Linked DNA regions of Ovis aries: region 1 is linked to region 2. The links are chromatin contacts, called in public Hi-C maps. All regions are on one chromosome and are shown on one strand. The core of a region is the stretch at or near the end of the contact, and the rest is flanking DNA. Distances in the headings are between cores, read along the strand shown.

Region 1 (4,587 bases), core at 1,183-3,682, 200 kb before region 2:
GAGAAGAGTAATAACTGGGCCATGGGATATGTGTGCCTTCTTCAACAGAAAATGATGTTATTTTTTAAAGTGACAGTACCACGTTACACATCCACCGTGGTATGAAAGGGAAAGTGTCAGCCGCTCAGTCGTGTCTGACTCTCTGCCACCCAATGGACTGTAGTCCGCCAGGCTCCTCTGTCCATGGGATTTTCCAAGCAAGAATACTGGAGGGCAGGTACTGAAGAAGAGTCGTAAAGTATGAGAATGAAGAATCGTAAAGTAGCAGACGCAAGAGAGTTCTGAAAGGGGCAATTGCAGGGAGAGGAATAAGGCAGCAGGTGGACTGAATCAGAGACCTGGTTCACATCCTGGCTCTGATGCTGTTGTGTGACCCTGGCAAGTTCCTTTACACCTTTCATTGCGAAGCTTCAGCTTCCTCATCTCTAAAGCGGAGATAACACGGTACCTCCCTCAGGGGGTTGTGAAGAGCATTACTGCTCACAGGTGACATTCAGTGAGCCCTTCACATGCCTCAGTCTACACTCAGTACGTCACACACCTTGTGTCATTCAATCCTCACAACAACTCCATGAGGTAGCCACTACCATTACCTCCAGGTTATAGTCAAGGGCGTGCCAGAGACAAACTATGCAACCTGCCTACATTTGTAAAACAGACCAGGGGCATGGAGGGATTTAAACACAGACAGTCTGAACCCTTCAACTACCAAGGCTTCATGAGACCAGAAATATAAAGAACCCTGACACACAAGAAATACTCAATAAACCACAGTGACTATGACTAAAAGGAGAAACACCCCAGGAGTGATCTGAGGCAAGCAGTAGAAATGTACAGAATGGTTGGCAAAAGAAACTGGAGGAAAAGGAAGGATGAGACCAGTTTTCTCCTAAAGGTGTTTCAGCATTTTCTAGAACTTTTAAGTCTCTATCAAGCACTTCTGTAGTCCCCACAAATACCAAGTAGATCCTTGCTTTGTGAACCGTTCTTGTAACTGTCCCCAAAGCCAACCTTTACTGGACCCACCTGAGGAATCTGTGCTCGACATTATGAAGTTTCTATCTGGCTGTGCCTATACTTCCTGTTTCTGTGGAGATGGTAAGACGCAGTCTCTTCTCTTCTAAGAAGCCTTGAATTCCATCCCCTCATTTCTTGAATCCTGACATTTGCAGCGTTGGACTAGCTTAAGAGGCTGTGCTTGCAGCAGGGGGATTCCGTGTGGGCTGCTTACCTGCTCCAGCCGGTCAATGAGCTCTGCAGGGGTCAGGACCACCTCCTCACTGTCCCCATCAGAGTCCTGTCCCAAGAGGTCTGCTTCCTCTGCCATATTCTCTGAAACCAGGAACCTGGTAAATAAAAGAACCCATACTATGCTGTGTGTTTGTATTTATTTGCAAGAACACGCAACTATTGTACCTGGGAAAAAGAAAGGTTTACATGGGTTGTAGACGCTCTTTGGCAGTGGCCAGAGAGTTCACTGGCTTTGGTTTTGTAATGGGTTGCCTATTCCTTCAAATCTTAGGTCAGGGATCAATTTCTCAAAGCGGTCAGTCCTTACAAGGGTTTCCACGTGCTGGCTGAATGGAGCACCAATCACATGTGTTTGCCTTCCAGAAGGAGGTCCTTTCTGCAGCGGCTGCGCTGGCTTAGGCTCTAATATTAATCGTGGCACCTCTCAAGGCTGGGGATACAATGACCTGGCCAGTCAGTGACCCAGAGGCTTAGGAAGATGGGTGATGGAGACGAGGTGGCATCCTTGGAGCCTCAGTCAATTCAGTCAGTTCAGTCGCTCAGTCGTGTCCGACTCTTTGAGACCCCATGGACTGCAGCATGCCAGGCCTCCCTGTCCATCACCAATTCCCGGAGTTCACCCAAACTCATGTCCATTGAGTTGGTGATGCCATCCAACCATCTTATCCTCTGTCTCCCCTTCTTCTCCCGCCTTCAATCTTTCCCAGCATCTTCCAGTGAACACTCAGGACTGCTTTTCTTTAGGATGGACTGGTTGGATCTCTTTGCAGTTCAGGGGACTCTCAAGAGTCTTCTCCAACACACTTTAAAAGCATCAATTCTTCAGCGCTCAGCTTTCTTGGAGCCTCAGGGATTCCGAAAGCACATTCCTCCCCGCTCCCCTCCTGGCGTCGCGGGCATAGGGTCACCGCCTACCCCGAGACGCACGCACGCGCGCACACACACACACACACACACACACAGACACGCGGCGAGAGCCCTTCCAGTGGGCCCACGCGGACGCTCACCAGGGTCGGGGCAGGCTGCGAGGCCCTCTGAATCGGCGGGCAGCGACGGCCGGATGCTCGCGGGAAGCAGCCAGAAGAGCAACCGGCCGCGGAACGCTCGGCGCGAGCCGCTTCCCAAACAGACCAGAGCGTTCACTTCGCAGCTCCCGCGCTCCTCTCGGACACTTCCTGTCTAGGCACAACGTCACCGCGCACTAGAGACGCCGTCCAATCACGGCCAGGAGGCCCCGCCCACCGGGGGCGGGGGCCTGCGTGCCCGCGGCCCGCTCTCCCCGCCCCTTCCCTAGTGGAGGCGGCGGGGGGCGGGTCCGGCTGAGCCCAGAGCACCCCTGCCAGGGTCGGGCGTGTGGCCCCGGCTCGCACAGCCCATGGGCCGTCGGCAGGGGGCGCCCGGCCCCCGCGGCTGAGGACTCGGGCGGCGTGAGCCTTCGCGCCACCCCGCACCGGCGCCCGCGTGTCCTCTGGCCGAGCCCGGGCGGCAGGGAGGTGCGCTGTGTGTGTTAGATCAGGCCGCTTCCACCTCTAGGGTCGTCTTCTCCACCCTTCTGGCTCCCGCGTCTCTGCCGGGGCTGCGGCTATGGCCACTACCCCGGCTCTGAAAGCCTTTAGGCGAGTGGTTCTTAAAATGCGGTTCAAGACCACCAGCAACAAATCGGGCTGGGACCCCTGAGAAATGCAAGTTCCCAGGGCCAACCCAGACCTGTGAAATCAGAAATGGGTGTGTGGGTGGGGGGAGTTCAACAGACTTGGCTCATCAGATGATTCTGACGCAGATGACCTTGGAGAGCCATTGCTTTAGACAATCCCAGCTGCTCTCTAGGTTGACGTTTACAGTTTATGCCTTCTGCCTTGACTGAAGCAAAAGCACGCGCATACACACATACACATACAGATACATAAAGACGGATTCCAAGCGAAGGGCCCTTTGAGCTGTGTCTTACAGAATGAGTTCTGTTAGTGACCCATGATGACCTTTCCCAAGTCCCTTTCAACTCTGTGTTTCACTGGTTGGTGATTCAGTGGTTTTCAGTTGTAGAAGGTTGTGTTTTCCCCAGAGAGCTGCTCTGATATCCATCTCATCCTGAAGTCTTTTTACAGCAACATGACTGCTGACGTGTCTCCATCCAGAGATGGAGTTTGGAATCTCTCCTCCTTTTAAAAAAAAGGTCATTATTTTGTTGAAGTATAGTTGACCTACAATGTTGTGTTACTTTCGGCTGTACAGCAAAGTGATTAGTTATGCCTATGCATGCATTCTTTCCCATATTCTTTTCTATTACGGCTTATCACAGGATATTAAATAGGGTTCCCTGTGCTATACAGTAGGACCTTGCTGTTTATCCATCCTATGTATAACAGTTTGCATCTGCTAACTCCAAAGTCCCACTCCATAACTCCCACACCCCTCCTTTCCCTTGGCAAATCTGTTCTCTATGTGTGTGAGTCTCATTTTAGACTGCACATATAAGTGATATCACATGGTGTTTCTTTCTGTGTCTGACTTGCTTAGTGTGATCATCTCTAGGTTCATTCGTGTCGCCGCAAATGGCATTGTTTCATTCTTTTTCATGGCTGAGTCGTATTCCACTGTATCTATGTACCACATCTTCTTTATCCAATCATCTGTCAATGGACATTTAGGTTGTTCCATGTCTTGGCTCTTGCAAATAGTGCTTCTATGAAAGTAAGGGTATGTGGTATCTTTTTCAACATCATTTTGCCCAGATATATGCCCAGGAGTGGATGTGATCTCTCTTCTTCAGGCTGGGAAGAACTTTGTACCTGCTGGACCGAGAGAACAGGGCCGAAGTGATGCAGCCTGGCTTCTGGAGGTGAGTCATGACCGTTGGTGCAGCTTCTACCAGCTTTCTTGAGCTGTGTCCCCTGGGAAGGGACAGGGACAGGTAGGATGTCTGGCTTTCCCGTGGCTGCCGTGAAAGGTCCACATGCAAAGATCACATAGCTCCTGACGTGTGTGAGGAGCCCCAGCTGTTCTGTCCTCCGGAACTCCAAATTGGGTGAGCCTTCAGACGGTTGTTCTAGCTCTAGGCTTTGAGTGACCCCAGCTGACCCTGAGAGAGCAGGGACCAGACATCCCTGCAGGACTCTGCTCAGCTTGCAGATTTGTGAGCAAAATAGGGATGTTTTAAGGCTCTAAGTTTGGGGAGGGGGTTCTTTATTTTTTTATTTCTTTCTGGTTGCACTGGGTCTTCATTCCTGCACATGGGCTTTCTCTAGTTGCAATGTGCAGGCTTCTCACTTTAATGACTTCTCCTGTTGCGGAGAACGGGCTCTAGGTACGTGGACTCAGTGGTTATGGCTCCTGTGC
Region 2 (4,691 bases), core at 1,559-4,058:
TCCTCTACACACACACACACACACACACACACACAAATTCTTGCCTAGGGGAAGGGAGACTGGGCTTTGAAGTGCAAAATTTTGACAACGTGACAAAGGACAACCCCCCGTCCCCTGCCCCTCGCAAAATCCCAACAACTGCATTCACCTCTGAAATATGGAGTGTTTAGCACTGCCTGGCGCTGTCTTGCAGTATGAGAACTGACTGGGGCTGGCAGTCATCCTCCAGAATCCTGTGCTGTGCTTAGTCGCTCAGTCATGTCTGACTCTTTGCAACCCCATGGACTGCAGCCCGCCAGGCTCCTCTGTCCATGGGGATTCTCCAGGCCAGAGTACTGGAGTGGGTTACCATGCCCTCCTCCAGGGGATCTTCCCAACCCAGGGATGGAACCAAGGTCTCCCACATTGAAGGCAGATTCTGAGCCACCAGGGACGTCCATGGAATGACTCTAAGCACTGCAAACTATAGAAGCCTAGCCTCGGTGTGCGTTCACGTCTGTCAGTGGGACTGAGACTTGAGCCCTACCTATCTAGCTGGGATTTGGGAGGAGCCAGAAATGCACTGAGTTGAAGATTCTGGGGGCTTAATTGCTCTCACACCCCCTGTATTTCTTGGGACAGTCATGTCCCTGGGTGCCCCAAGAGGCCTCTCACTGAGACCGTTTGGGGGTGAGCAATCAGAAACAACCAGACCTAGACTAGGCCCTCCCATGGAATGGAACTGTGACATTTACTTCTGCCTCGAGACCCCCAGGGACTGGTGGAGGAGCAGTCCCATGAACGAATTTCCTGAATTTTCATATGGGACATACAGGCCCTTCCACCTCTTGGGGAAATAGTACAGACAGGAGTGAGGGCAGGGCGAAGCCTGCATCCAGAGGGGATGTTATCTGCTAACACAACTCTTTGCAGGGAGTGAGTAAACAGACACATTTGCCTTGGGACCGAGGGCCTGCCTCGAGGAGAGAAAAGGACCCCTACCAAACTGCATTTTTCTCTAACTGCCCCTTGAATTGAGACACAGTTGCCTGGTTTCCTGTGGTCTCTTCTCTGTCTGTGAGGAATGTCTTCCCCAGCTTCTGGGCTGAGCATTACCAATTGTTTAGGGATTAACCCTTTGCCACCCGAAGGAGTCTCCCCCCATCTCTTTCCCTCCACATTGCCGCTCTTGCTTTAGAGCACCTTTCATCAGCTTAGAAGTGATGGAGAAGTTGACCACTGGTACACGCTCCCTGGGTGCACAGCGGCATCACTATATCTTTAGGTGCAGGACTGCTTTAAGAGCCTCTCTTCATCGAAAAACTCCAGTCGTTTGACTTGGAATCTGTCCATCAAGAAATTTGGTCTGCAGGGTCCAAAGTCAGCTTCCCCCAGCAAGGCGGCGCCTCCTCTGGTGTCTGCCTTCAGCTCTGGGCTCTGTGGCCCATTTGCCATCTGAGGTAGTGTCACGCCACTCAGATGCGATCTGCAGCCTTCTCTGCCCCCCGTCTCCACCCCACATTTCGGGACACAAGCAGTGTGGAGACCTTGCCAACCTCAGGGACAGCTGTTGCTCTTGCCTGTCCCTGGAGTTGGTCCTGGTCACACTCCCAGCTTTCTGGAGCTTGGGCCTCATTACAAAGAATCCCCAGGGACTTTGAGGGGGAGGGTGGCAGGGGGACCACCCTCTGTTCTGGGGTGGTGGTGGGGGGCCGTGGGGAGTGGGCTGGATGGAAAGAATGGGCTGTTTCTGCTGGGACTTTTCTCTCGCCTTCTGTCTGAACAGGAACCCTTGGTTTTTGACTTGAGGTTCCTGGGCCGGCTCTGAATGTAGCATGTGTGCCTGAGTGATGGACTTGATATTTACACAAGCCACGCTGATAAGTGCACATGTGTTTTTAATGTTTTGGCTTTCTAGACCACAAACATGTCAATGTGCATATGCGCGCACACACAGACGTGCTGTCGGGCTGGGCCTTGAGCGGGGCTCTTTTTTCCCTTCTTCTTTTTCTTTAAAAAAACAAAACTAAAAAAAAAAAAAGAAAACCAAAGCCAAAAACACAAAACCCAACTGTCCTCCCCAAATCAACACCTTTGTGCGCACCCTTCCCTTCCACACTGCCTCGGGACTGTCGGAGGGCCATCATCCGGTTGTCTCACCTGGAAACGCAGCTGCCTTTTAAAGCCAGCAAACAGCCGGCCTCCACCTTCGCCGGGTCTTCGCGGGAACCGAGCCCCACCGGCCGGGGATGGAAAGGCAGACCTCCCTCGATACAGTCTTCCTGAGCCCCGGTCCGTCGGCAACGGCCCCTTTCCGTACTGCAGCCATCGAGAACAACACCGAGAAAGCAGTTTGCTGCTGCGTTAAGTTAGGGAAAAGTGACAAAAAGAAAAAAAAAAAAGTCTTGATTAGCTCATGGACTTGCAAGTACTGTTAAGCGTCCTTGCTTTCCTGAGATCTGACTCGAGCTAGCTGCAGCGTTGCGCATCCTTTTTACCCTCCGCACACTTCTCTCCATCCCCTCTCTCCCTTCCTTTTTTCTTTCTTTCTTTCCTTTTTTGTCTTTTCCTCGTTCCCCCCCACCCCTTGTTCCTTCTTTTATTTATTTATTTTTTTTGGTTTTGTTTTTTAAGGGGTGTTGACCTGCGCTGAGTTCTGGGGAGCCGAGCCCTCCCGCCCGCGAGCCGATTGGCCGGCGGCGCGGGTGACTGACGGGCGGGCCCGGAGCGCTCCCGGCGGCCGGCGCTGATTGGCCCGCGCGGCTCGGAGGGCTCGGCCGCGGGAGCGCCGGGCACTCGGGTCCCGCCGCCTCGGGCGCCTGGGCCGCACTCGGGCCGCGCGCTCGCCTCCCCGCGCAGCTCTTCTGGGCCGCCCCGCCAGCGCCGGGCAGGAGCGCGTGGCCGCCCAGTTGGGCGCGGGTGCGGACGGCGCCTTTTGTCCCCGGAGCCGGCGGGTGGTGCGGGGTGGGGCGGGGGGGCTCCTGCAAGTTCGCGGCGGGACGCGCGCGGGGAGACCACCGAGGACGCCCCGCGTCGCGGGGGCCGGGGCGCCGAGCATGGGCGGCGGGCGCTGGGCCGCGGCGGGCGCGTTGCTGGCGCTGGCCGCCGGGCTCCTGGCCGCGGGCTCGGCCAGCGAGTACGACTACGTGAGCTTCCAGTCGGACATCGGCGCCTACCAGAGCGGGCGCTTCTACACCAAGCCGCCGCAGTGCGTGGACATCCCGGCCGACCTGCGGCTGTGCCACAACGTGGGCTACAAGAGGATGGTGCTGCCCAACCTGCTGGAACACGAGACGATGGCCGAGGTGAAGCAGCAGGCCAGCAGCTGGGTGCCCCTGCTCAACAAGAACTGCCACATCGGCACCCAGGTCTTCCTGTGCTCGCTCTTCGCGCCCGTCTGCCTGGACCGGCCCATCTACCCGTGCCGCTGGCTCTGCGAGGCCGTGCGCGACTCGTGCGAGCCGGTCATGCAGTTCTTCGGCTTCTACTGGCCCGAGATGCTCAAGTGCGACAAGTTTCCCGAGGGCGACGTCTGCATCGCCATGACCCCGCCCAACGCCACCGAGGCCTCCAAGCCCCAAGGTGAGGCTGGGGTCCCCCGGGGCTGCGTCCCGGGCCTGGGGGACGTGCCCTCGGCCCTGCCCGACGGCCTCGAGAAGTCCGAGGTGGTGCCCGGCTGGGCAGCCCCGCGCGCGCACCCGCTGCGGGTCGTGGAGCCGCTGCCCTGGGAATCCAGTTTCCAGGAAACAAAGCTTTAGCTCCGGGTCCCAGGAGAGCGCTTTTCTCCCCTGGGAGGGAAGCGAGTCCCCATCGGAGCTTTGAACCCCGTAGACGAGATGCCCCCCGGGGCTGGGGGCGGGAAACACAACCCAAACTCTAAATCTGGGAAGCGCTGGAGGGCCGAGCAAATGCTAAGGTGCAGCTTTGTTTATATTCTTAGGTTCGAGGAGGATTTTTTAAAAATCGCTTTTCTTAGCTAGTCATTCAGCGAAGTAGCTCCTGGACTGGTGCAAAAGGAGCCGAGGAAAAAAGTTTAGAAACTGCAAGGCTGTTTCCTCCTTTCAGGTAACAGCTTCGGGGGACTTAAGGGAGGGGGGTGGATGGAAAGACTCTTCTCCCCCATTTTTGCATACCCCCTGCTTCTCTCATTCACACAAATCCTCAGGTAATTAGGAAGATACAATTGTCATTAGCTCATTGTTCCGCTCTCCTTGGGGAGCGGGACCGCAAATTGAAGACTTTCCTAACAGCCCCAGAGAAGGGCAGGAGGTTGTTCTCAGAACCTCCTCCCGCCTAAAGGGCAGCTCTTGATGGGGGAGGAAGGCACATCACCAAGCCACCCCCAACCCCCAGGCCACAAGACAGAGCAAAACAAGTTAACAAGCCAAAAAGAAAAAAAAGAAAATCCCCAATAAATCAACACTCCAGCACCCTCGCCTGACTTTGAGAGGAATGAATTCAACCCCGACCTCTTCGGAAGCAGAGTTGAGGCTCAAAGAGCTGCCAGTGATCAGAGACGGGGAGCCATGTGCCCAGGGCACCCAGCACAGGGCCCCCCGTCTTTAGGGCTTTTGGAGGAAAGGGCTTAAGGTTGTGTGTGTGTTGGGGGGCGGTGGCGGGGGAGGGGGCGGTGGAAAAACCTGTTGCTTGCTGGCTCAGCTTATCTCCAAGTGATGCTGGAGGAGGAATGTCTCCTGCGGGGCAGGCTCCCC

Evidence for each region. A called contact is a pair of places that touch in the nucleus more often than the background predicts.
Region 1: a Hi-C map of liver shows a contact between it and region 2, with 4 times the contacts expected there. The contact joins the promoter of GINS4 here to the promoter of SFRP1 in region 2. A contact is called at or near these places in 4 of 16 Hi-C or Micro-C datasets (hypothalamus, liver, skin fibroblasts and 1 more).

Annotation. Positions count from the first base shown.
Region 1 is chr26:35,796,925-35,801,511 of ARS-UI_Ramb_v3.0, reverse strand. GINS4 (GINS complex subunit 4) reads right to left here and starts at 2,432. Exons shown (of 8, transcript XM_060406926.1): 1 at 2,262-2,432; 2 at 1,232-1,349. The coding sequence starts at 1,327.
Region 2 is chr26:35,595,246-35,599,936 of ARS-UI_Ramb_v3.0, reverse strand. It overlaps SFRP1 (secreted frizzled related protein 1), which reads left to right and starts at 2,808. Exons shown (of 3, transcript XM_027962478.2): 1 at 2,808-3,561. The coding sequence starts at 3,036.